Regions from separate parts of the Mus musculus genome. Here regions 1 and 3 are each linked to region 2. Evidence: chromatin contacts called from public promoter capture Hi-C data. All regions are on one chromosome and are shown on one strand. Each heading gives the region's core, a stretch centred on a gene start, on an enhancer-like site or on the middle of the called end of the contact. The rest is flanking DNA. Distances are from core to core; before and after follow the strand shown. Region 1 overlaps Map4k4 (mitogen-activated protein kinase kinase kinase kinase 4). Region 2 holds the start of Rfx8 (regulatory factor X 8). Region 3 has its middle 33 kb from the start of Il1r2.

What was found. Promoter capture Hi-C pulls out the DNA fragments that hold promoters and counts their contacts.
Region 1: a promoter capture Hi-C map of embryonic stem cells shows a contact between it and region 2, with 5 times the contacts expected there. The contact joins the enhancer-like site here to the promoter of Rfx8 in region 2. A contact is called at or near these places in 12 of 39 promoter capture datasets (the 3T3-L1 cell line, 3T3-L1-derived adipocytes, the C10 cell line and 7 more), 2 of 484 Hi-C or Micro-C datasets (bone marrow-derived macrophages and uterus), 4 of 115 datasets of contacts at active chromatin or transcription factors (fibro-adipogenic progenitors, heart atrium, memory CD8 T cells and 1 more) and 3 of 9 other capture datasets (adipose tissue, embryonic stem cells and liver).
Region 3: a contact with region 2 is called in a promoter capture Hi-C map of hematopoietic stem and progenitor cells, with 3 times the contacts expected there. The contact joins the enhancer-like site here to the promoter of Rfx8 in region 2. A contact is called at or near these places in 8 of 39 promoter capture datasets (the C10 cell line, the HPC-7 cell line, cranial neural crest and 4 more) and 1 of 115 datasets of contacts at active chromatin or transcription factors (pancreatic cancer cells).

What each region holds. Positions count from the first base shown.
Region 1 is chr1:40,000,970-40,004,555 of GRCm38.p6, forward strand. Map4k4 (mitogen-activated protein kinase kinase kinase kinase 4) reads left to right here. Exons shown (of 32, transcript NM_001252200.1): 16 at 461-622; 17 at 2,788-3,018. Among named protein-coding and RNA genes, the nearest start is that of Il1r2, 82 kb to the right of the region's middle. Within about 2 kb of position 1,997, at least 47 of the 459 cell types and tissues checked have an H3K27ac peak or open chromatin away from gene starts, as enhancers often do. A contact at or near this core is called in embryonic stem cells and trophoblast stem cells, where this site is marked.
Region 2 is chr1:39,719,596-39,722,747 of GRCm38.p6, forward strand. Rfx8 (regulatory factor X 8) reads right to left here and starts at 1,394. Exons shown (of 15, transcript NM_001145660.1): 1 at 1,283-1,394. The coding sequence starts at 1,347.
Region 3 is chr1:40,049,943-40,053,267 of GRCm38.p6, forward strand. No RefSeq gene overlaps it. Among named protein-coding and RNA genes, the nearest start is that of Il1r2, 33 kb to the right of the region's middle. Within about 2 kb of position 1,434, at least 57 of the 459 cell types and tissues checked have an H3K27ac peak or open chromatin away from gene starts, as enhancers often do. A contact at or near this core is called in the HPC-7 cell line and hematopoietic stem and progenitor cells, where this site is marked.

The DNA.
Region 1 (3,586 bases), core at 747-3,246, 280 kb after region 2:
GACTAGCATGAGGAGGCAGTGGACTTTTAGCCTTACTGGATCAGTGGTGTTTGGATGACCAGAGCCTCCCATAAGGATGCAGCAAGTGGTCCTCTCTGGGCTAGACAGAAGGACGTGGGTGCGTCCAGGAGCACTGTGCGGTTCTGGCCTGCAGATGGCTCCCTTCTACATCTTCCCTCACAGGGAGCAGAGTCCAGGACAGATTCTGTTCTTTAGAGAGTAATGAAGCTCTAGGTGCTGAGGATAGTCTAGAAGCTGCTTTGCTTAATTTTCATTTTCATAGTTTTTAAAAGTCCTCTATCAAATCTTAGCCCTGCTCAGCACCGCCACTGTGCACTTAGCTGCCTCTCTTCTCAGAGCTGAATAGAACACATTTTCTCTCAGTTGTCTTGCTCTTACATGTTCCTCATCTCTCCTTTCCTACTAACATGGAGCCGTGTCTTCTAATTCTCTGACGCAGGTGGAAGATAGATTTAGAAAGACTAACCACAGCTCCCCTGAGGCCCAGGCTAAGCAAACGGGCAGAGGACTGGAGCCACCCGTGCCTTCCCGGTCAGAGTCTTTTTCCAATGGCAACTCCGAGTCTGTGCACCCTGCCCTGCAGAGACCAGCGGAGCCACAGGTAGCAGCAGTAGCTCCCTGTGCCACGTGTAGCCCGTTGTCTCAACAGCTGGTGTGAACAGGAGGCGTGCATTCAGCGTAGGGAGAGGAGGCTTGTCGTTTGTTTGTTTTGTTGTCTAAGATTTTTATTGAACTCATTATGGCTATCTCCAGTCAATACTTTTATTTCCCCCTCCTTAACTCAGATGTGAAGTCCCTCCTTCCTCTTAAATACTTTTTTAAATTATATTTTTAGAACGTTGGTTTTATTGTATAAGCAGGTTAGAAGAGAACTTTTAACCTGAACATTTTGAAGTAAGTACTTTGTGTCTGTGGTCCCAGCTCCCTGAAGGACCTTTGGACGCTAAAGGTGGCCTTGCATTTCTGTGCAGGCTCCTATTTATTTGGCTGAATGTGTAAATTTCCTGGGAAAAGGTTTTTGGTTTTGTTTGTTTGTTTGTTTGTTGTTTTAAAATACAAAACCAGATTCTCAAACCTGTCAAGATTGAACACAGGTTATGCCTAGTGGGTTGAATATTGATTTCCTGTAAGAGATTAGGACAGAGTTTATGACTTTTCCTTCAGTCTGTCCCAGAGTCTGTCTTGTCTGAGTGCTCAGAAGAGAAGCAGCAGCCTTGTCTAGAAAGGACAGTAGGTGGCAGACACACCCATCCCCTGAGGGTGTGTAGGCACTCCTCCATGCTGCTCTGCCTCACACACTTCTCTGAGCTTTCTGTACTCGGTCGGCCCTGGTGTTTGCATGTCACCTAGGACAAGAGTTGGTGGTTTTGAGAAGAAATGGCCCTTCTGTGACAGATGCAGTCACATGAGAATTTGAATGTGTTCTGCAGTAACCAACCCTCCTGGGGGATGGTTGAGCTGAGCAAATCTGAGGTACAGGGGGTGGGGTTTATGCAGATATAGCAGCTGAGAGCTTCAGAGAGCTACACCAGAGAATGCCAGCAGAGGCAGTGGGAAGGGCCAGGTGCCACTTGCTGCTCCACTTAGTGCCTGTTTCCTGGTGAGAAGCATGGTTGTCCTGAGAGCTAAACCCAACACAAGGGCAAACTTGCCTCTGAGCAGCAGGCTCGAGAAGCTTCTGTTTGAGGAGATGAGACAGACAGCCTCTCTTCCTCCGCTGCAGAGTTCTTGCCCCAAGCTTTCACCTGCAGGAGGGAAACTCGTGTGGCTCCTAGCGTTGAGTCCCACTTAGCGTTATTTGGTAACACATCCGTTTGGTTGCTCTCCCAGTGAACACTTAGATGTTTTAGTAGTATGGGAATTGTACCAAAGCTAGGATTCTTTGGATCTGCCTGTGAGCCACAGAGACTATGCACTGGGTCTTAACTGCCGGTTTCACCTGCAGAAGCCAGGCAAGTCAGCACAAGACACATTGATTAGTGCGTGCTGAGTTACAGCTCCCATAACCGCCTTAGTGGTTGGTTATTCTCCAGCAGTGAGGTACAGGTACCTCTTACTAAAATAGTTTATAGAGTTCTGAGAGGATGTTTTTTTAAAGTGACTGCAGAAATTCACTTGGCCAATTGTCATGTCCTTGAGTTCTCATTTCAAAGGCATATTCCTACTGTCAGCCCAGAGTATCTTGATGCTGGTCAGCCTGGGCTTTCTTGGTACTGGATATTTTGGTAAAGAAATTTTAATCCCACTTTTTTCATAACTAGGAGTGTAAACTCAGCTAGGTCTAAAACATTTTAAGATTGGGAGAAAAAAATATTGGTATTCTTGAAAAGTTGGCTGTTCTTAAGTTTCTCTGCTACAGTCCCATAATAGGAAGAGTGTGTGTGCACGCACAAATAAGTCCCGTCAGTAAGATTCTCAGACCCAGGGTTCTGAGGTGGTGGGGAGGTTTGCTGATGAGCAGTGTCTCTGTCATGTGGTCCCCAGCTCTCTGTGCTGACATGGACATGCATGTATCACTCTCCCCTCGGGGGTCTGTGCATGCCCCTGTTCACTGCTGTCTGCAGTTTGTGTCTGGGCACTTTCCCTTATGCGTGTGCCTTTGCTCTTCCTCTTGCCTGTCACCAGCATGGAGCCTATTGGCTGCTCCATGCTTGACACTATGCCTCCCCGACTCACACCCACCTCCTGTTTGGGATTTAGTGTTGACCAGAAAAGCTAGTTGTATGCAGAACGCATTGAATGTTTTGTGTTTTGTTTTCTTGTAAGGTACAGTGGTCCCACCTGGCATCTCTCAAGAACAATGTCTCCCCTGTCTCGAGATCCCATTCCTTCAGTGACCCTTCTCCCAAATTCGCACACCACCATCTCCGCTCTCAGGACCCATGTCCACCTTCCCGCAGTGAGGGGCTCAGTCAGAGCTCTGACTCTAAGTCGGAGGTGCCCGAGCCCACCCAAAAGGCTTGGTCTAGATCAGACAGTGACGAGGTGCCTCCAAGGGTAAGGACAGACAGACAGACGCGCTGTTTTCTCTTTATTTAAACTTACTGTTTGCTGTGATGATGGGAACAGTGACTTACTTCATCAGGGCTAAAGGGCCAGAAGTTTCAAATGACTTCTCAGGGAGGGAAGCCATTCCCCACCTCAGCAGTTACAATTAGCCAATGGTTAGTTAGCTTTTTATCATTGACTGGTTTTAAACGTAGTTTAATAAAAAGTATTTATGGAAAAAATTTTAAGCAACATGCTTCTAAATAAGTAGAATTATAAATGTGTACAGAAGCTCTCCATTATTGTGCATGACATCAAGAATTTAAGAAAAAATCTTATGAGGAAAAATTAACAAGACCATGATTTTTTACTTTAAAGTTGAGCGTATTGTACTTAATAGTACATGAGGATTAAAAGGCACATCTCAGTTTATTTTTTCCTCCACTTGGAATTTGCTTCCTCTGAATATTTTCTCGCTTCTTTGCCAGTCTTTGCTTCCTGCTGATCTATTTGTAGACCGTTGTTGGATTTCTTTGAGCTTACTTTTGTGATTCTCACATACTATCTCAGGGAAGCG
Region 2 (3,152 bases), core at 144-2,643:
TTCCCCCAGACTGGCCAACATCCTGACCTTTCTCCCAGGGACAATTTATCATGTTCAGATGACAGTGGTAATCATGGCCCAGATAGGACCCCACCTGACTGATCGTTGTCCCTTCTAACAAGGCACTGACTGGAAAACAGGGAGTGATGTAATCCATAAACAGGGCCCTTCTTCCACAGGACATCTGGGGCCTCTCCCTACTCTCTCTTGAGCTGCCTCCCATGGTTCCTCCAGCTCTAGCCACTGCTGCCCCCATTCTGGGCAGCCTGATATCTTTGTTCCAGGATTCTATCTTAGACACTGGGGCAGTGGTTTGAATGCCAGTGTTAGGAGAATTGAAGTCTTTTGGTTTTCTCAGTTCTGAAGAACCTATGGCAAAAGGAAATCTGGCCACAGTACCTGACCTAAAGAGGATGCCCAAGTAGTTTAAACTTTGTAATCATTCTTTCACTTCTCTGTAGCAAAAGTCTCTGTAGCAGTGGTGAGCTGAAGTAGCTAATTAAGGCACCGAACTGACTCTTTTGCTAAGAAGGCAGGCAAGGGGGTCTGACTACATTTTTTTTTCCTCTCGCAAGATAAGATGGGCAATAAATTCTCTTTTGGAACAAAGTAGTAACTATAATCATAAACATATTCTTCTCTTTTTTAAAAACTACTTCTTCCTCAGGTGACTCTTAAAAAAAAAAGTTTCCCCTGAGAAATATTTCTTAAAGCTCACACAAAGAAAAATGTATGCTGATATATAATAGTCACCTTATAAAGCTACAGTCTGAGGACTGGCTTTAATTATTTTCCTATTTATAAAGAGCCACAGACTCTTTTGAGTTCAGGCCCATGAGCTGAGGGTATTTTTTTTTTTTATAGTTTTCCTCTCCTCTATTGAAATAGCCAAGAAATGACTTTCACAAGTAATACGTAGTGCATTGTTGAAGCTAAACGTTGTTTTAAGTTAAGACACTTCCATTCTAGAGCTCTTGCCAGGAGGAAAACAACAACAACAACAACACGCTTCCTCCAAGGCCAAGGCCTGCCAGTGTTTCAGTAACAGGGCTTCGCTCTGGTTGGAACAGGCTGGATTGCTCCCCCACGGGAAGTGGGACCCACCGGGACAGCTAGGTGGAAAACCAGCACCACACCGGGTGCAGATACGAAGACCTTGTGTGTGTGTGTGTGTGTTCCCTCGTTCTCCGCCAGGGTCTCCTGAACCAGGGGTGCTCCTCTCCCGTCCTCCGGGGCTCCCCACCTGCCGGCAGCGCCCGTATCTCCCTGTCCTGACACTCACCATTGAATGATACCCCGGTGCAGGCCCAGGCCACTCGCAGGAGAGGCCGGCACCGCCTCCGCCATGCCTCGCCCAGCGGGCAGCGAGCGGGGCACCGGTCCTCTCCGCCGTGTTTACTTTAGAGCGGGGGCGCGCGGGGGGCGCGTGCAGCTGGGGGGTGGGAGGGGGGATGCTGGGCCCACGCCTTGCACCCAGAGGTGCGGGTTGGGGTCTCTTCCCCGCCCACCGCCACCAAAGGTCGGAGAGGCACCTCCCATGTCGTTCCCCATCCCCCATGCTGCCGCCCTTCCCCTCTCTGGCCAACGTTGGGCTAACGGATCAAACCAGGGAACAGAGAAAAGCTCAGGCATAAACTTTCGGCCAGGTCGGTGGCAGTGTTTGATCACCAAGGGTCTGTAACTGGACAGCACTTGAGAATTATTTGATTATTTCCGCACTTTGAAAAATACTGATGATCAGCTAACACCTCCTTTCCCAAAGGGTTCAGTATAACGGGCCCGGGTGGTGGTGGGACATGGGGAGGGGAGTTGGCCCGGGAAAAGCCCTTCTCTGGACAAGAGGCTGTGTTCCAGGTGACCTAGATGGTGAAAATAGAATCCCAGGGAGAGGGGCCAACGTGCAGCTTCCGGTGGCTGCTGCTGCAGACCGATCCCTCCAAGCCTGCAGGGACAGCTGTCTCAGAAGCTCACACCTTTCATGGGGAAATAGGCTATTGTATCCAGTGCTACTGGACAGGCGTGGCACACTTTTAAGACTCCGACCATAGGGATGTGACATTGGCTGCTCACTGGTTACAAGTCTCAGAAGGATGTCTCAATCTCGATGAAAAAAAAAAACATACTTGCCAATCATAATAACACAACATCAAAGTTCAACTTATAAACGAGTGAAGGGCATGAACAGGCCGTTCTCCAGAGATGACACACAGCTGTCCACAAAGTTCCTGCTCGATTCTAGACGACAAGGAGACGCAAGCCCAGGCTGAACCCATTAGAATGACTTTTTTGTTTTTGTTTTTTAAAAAAGATTTATCTATTTATCTATCTATCTATCTATCTACTTATTTTTTTTTAATTTTTTATTAGGTATTTAGCTCATTTACATTTCCAATGCTATACCATAAGTCCCCCATACCTACCCACCCCCACTCCGCTACCCACCCACTCCCCCTTTTTGGCCCTGTACTGGGGCATATAAAATTTGCGTGTCCAATGGGCCTCTCTTTCCAGTGATGGCCGACTAGGCCATCTTTTGATACATATGCAGCTAGAGTCAAGAGCTCCGGGGTACTGGTTAGTTCATAATGTTGATCCACCTATAGGGTTGCAGATCCCTTTAGCTCCTTGGGTACTTTCTCTAGCTCCTCCATTGGGAGCCCTGTGATCCATCCATTAGCTGACTGTGAGCATCCACTTTTGTGTTTGCTAGGCCCCGGCATAGTCTCACAAGAGACAGCTACATCTGGGTCCTTTCGATAAAATCTTGCTAGTGTGTGCAATGGTGTCAGCGTTTGGATGCTGATTATGGGGTGGATCCCTGGATATGGCAGTCTCTACATGGTCCATCCTTTCATCTCAGCTCCAAACTTTGTCTCTGTAACTCCTTCCAAGGGTGTTTTGTTCCCACATCTAAGGAGGGGCATAGTGTCCACACTTCAGTCTTCATTTTTCTTGAGTTTCATGTGTTTAGGAAATTGTATCTTATATCTTGGGTATACTAGATTTTGGGCTAATATCCACTTATCAGTGAGTACATATTGTGTGAGTTCCTTTGTGAATGTGTTACCTCACTCAGGATGATGCCCTCCAGGTCCATCCATTTGGCTAGGAATTTCATAAATTCATTCTTTTTAATAGCTGAGTAGTACTCC
Region 3 (3,325 bases), core at 184-2,683, 330 kb after region 2:
CCAGAGCCTCAGCACAGTTATGGTGCAGCACCTCCTCAGGACTCGCTGCTTCTGGGAAATCCTCCACCAGCCACTCGGCGTGGGGTTCCCTGAGTAGCCTCAGCTTCCCATGCTGGGAAGTGATGCCCAAGAAATCAGGAACAGCAAGACAGCTCTGTGCAAGACTTTTATGGTGCTAATGAAAAGAGGGTTTGAAAGAGACTTAGAGGAAGGACAAGGTTACAGACCTGTCAGGACAGAGAAGCCAGGCTCCCTGAGGGAAGTCTGGCCATAGATGCCCTTCCATTTCCCTTCTCACAATAAAGTGGCCTCTGAGTTCCTGCCATGGAGGAAACAGAGATGACATTCAGGGATGAAGCACTTCAGAGCTCTGGAAACTCTGTCCTCAGATGTCTGAAGGAAAAGTCAGTCACAAGGGACCAGGGGTGAACAGTAAGTCTGCAGGCAACCATAGAGATGCCACCCTGTTTCTGCGGCTAACCTCTGTGAGGTCACCATGGTTTATGGCCAAGCTGACTTCAGGATAGTGACACCTTCAGTGGGCTGTCTCCTCCCACATCCAGAGAGAGAGTCCTACAGTCTTAGAGTCAGTCTCAGGATATTTATTACCAATTCTAACTGTGTCAAGTTGGCATAAAAATTAGCCAGCACACATACTTAAGGTTCCATAGACAGGAAGTGGTGGAACTGATACCCCAAATCAGTCTACCTGCTTTTTAACTATACTATTCATGCTACCGCTCTTGAATTGGTCTGTGATTTACCTATCCGATGTGTTAGTGCCACTAACCACTCATCAAACAAAAGAAGAGAGGGCTGGAAAGATGGTCCAGTGGTTAGGGATGCTTGTTGCTCTTGATGCGGACCCAACTTGGGTTCTCAGCACCCGTGTAGACAGCTCATAACTGCTTGTGACTCCATATCCAGGAGACCTGACATCCTCTTCTGGAGTCCTCACATACGCGCTGCACACACACATACTCATAAATAATATATTTTTAGAAAAAGAAAAATCGAACGCTGCCTTCATCTATATAAAACACTCTGCGCAAATCAAATGTAAAAATATTCAAATAAAAATCAGACAAAGTAAATGTAAGGAGCCATGTTTTATGCTTGTGACAAGGGAGACTTTTTAATCCAAGTCAATAAATCTGGAAGATATTATGTGTTATGATTATACATATGTCTTGGAATATCAAATTATACTAGAAACGAAGCTATCAATTTCCCATTGCTGCAATAAAATACCCGAAGACAATCAACTTAAAAAGTAGAAAAGTTTACTTGTCTTCATGGTTTTGGAGGACCCAGCCCATGAATGGTCGTCCGTTTGCCCATTGCTTTGCGGTTTGTGGTGAGGCTACGTGTCATCATGAGTGTATGACAGAGGCAGCTGCTCACCTCATGGCCAGGAATGGAAGAAAGGGGAAGCAGAAAGAGCCTCAGCATCCTGACCCTGACCACAGGAAGAAGCTCCATCTGCAAACAGCTCCTCTGACCCCACAGGCCAAGGCCCTTAGGTCTCAGTCCTACCCCAGAGGCCTTTGTCTGACACATGAACAAGCCATAGCAGAAACCAAGGGGTAATGATCACATGGAAGGGGATGTTTTTAATGCATATGGAAATACTGCTAAAACTCAAAAAATTTAAAGAAAAAAACCAAAACATCTAGAAAAGTTAGTCAATTTAATAAATAAGTAACCCATATTCACAAAACCAACTTAAAAGTCTGCAAAGATATAGACAACTATAAAAAAAAACCATTCACAGTTACGGAGCTGCAAATTAGAATATTCAACTTATAAAAATTAAGATGAAGATACCCTTTTATTGAGAGGAATTTTGGGAAAGTCCTCCTATACTATTGGAATTATGGATAGTATATGTTGCCCTTTTTTGGAAATCAATATGGCAATGACTGTTGAAAAACATACCAAAGCATGAAATCAACAAATATCCATCTGTGAATGAACGGTAGCGAATATATTTGTGACGGTATGGTTAGACCTGGAAGATGTTCTGTTAAATAAAATAAGCCAGGTGCAAACAACGTCACATAAACTGGTAGGAGCAAAGTAGAGGGGCCAGGGATATGGCTCCGTGGGTGGGTAAAAGTGCTCTATGCAAGTATAAAGACTGGGGTTTGAATCTCCAGCTCCCACATGAAAGCTGGGTGTGGGGACACCCCAGCAAGGGGGCTGGGGAAGGGCAGAGACATCTGGCTCCCGGGAGCTTGAGGTAAGGCAAGTGAGAAACCTCTCTAGGTACAGTGGTTCGAATGAGAATGATCTCCATCATCTCAGGCCTTTGAACACTTGATTGGCAGTAGTAGGTGCTATTTGCTGAGGTTAAAGAGGCGTGGCCTTGCTGGAGGAAGGTTGTCACTGCTGGAGAGGGCTCCAAGGTTAGGAGGTTAAAGCCTTGAGCCATTTCCAATGTGCCCTCTCTGCTTTGTGCTTGTATTTGTGGACGTGAGCTTCGAGTTTCCTGTTTCCGCCACCGCCTGTCACACTTAGCCCGCAGTGACCTCTTTATCCCTTTGGGATCATAAACCCTTCTCCTAGTTGCCTTGGTTACAGGGTTCCATCACATCAATAGAAAAGTAACCAGTGTACAGGAGGACAAGGAGGCAGGTGACCAGGTGACAGTGGAAGATACTCAGTATCTTCCTCTGGCCTCTGAATGGGTGTCATGGGCACATACATACACACCCCCACACACATACACCCCTACCAAGTAATACAGTACAAATGTTTTTTGAGACAGGGTTTCTCTGTGTAGCCTTGGCTGTCCTGGACTTCACTATGTAGACCAGGCTGGCCTCTGCTTCCCAAGTGCTGGGATTAAAGGCATGTGCCACCACCGCCTGGCGTACAGTACAAATGTTAAAGTAGAAGAGAGCTATGGCTACTGGGACTGGGGTAATCACATGGAGAGGTGTTGCTACAATCTTAAAAGCATCAACTTCAGTTAGGGTATTCCTCTAGTTAGAAGGAATGATATGTCTTCTGTATACAAAGTGACCATGGCTAACAACAATGTATGGTGTCTTTGAAAACAGAGAGAAAATGAAGTGTTCTCAAGTGTTCTCACCAGGAGCCACAGGCAAGTAACATGAGGTGATTCATATGTTAAGTCGTTCAGTAGGGTGGCTGCCCACAATGTGTACATATTTTAGAATTCCCTGTTCTTCACTCTTTGCTTATTTCAAACCTTCGGCTCTACCCAACTACTAATTTACTTGATGTCCCTGTAGATTTGCCAAATACAGACAGCTCGTGGATTTTTAATTCTTGTCCCACTAGGGGCCTCTGCATGTCT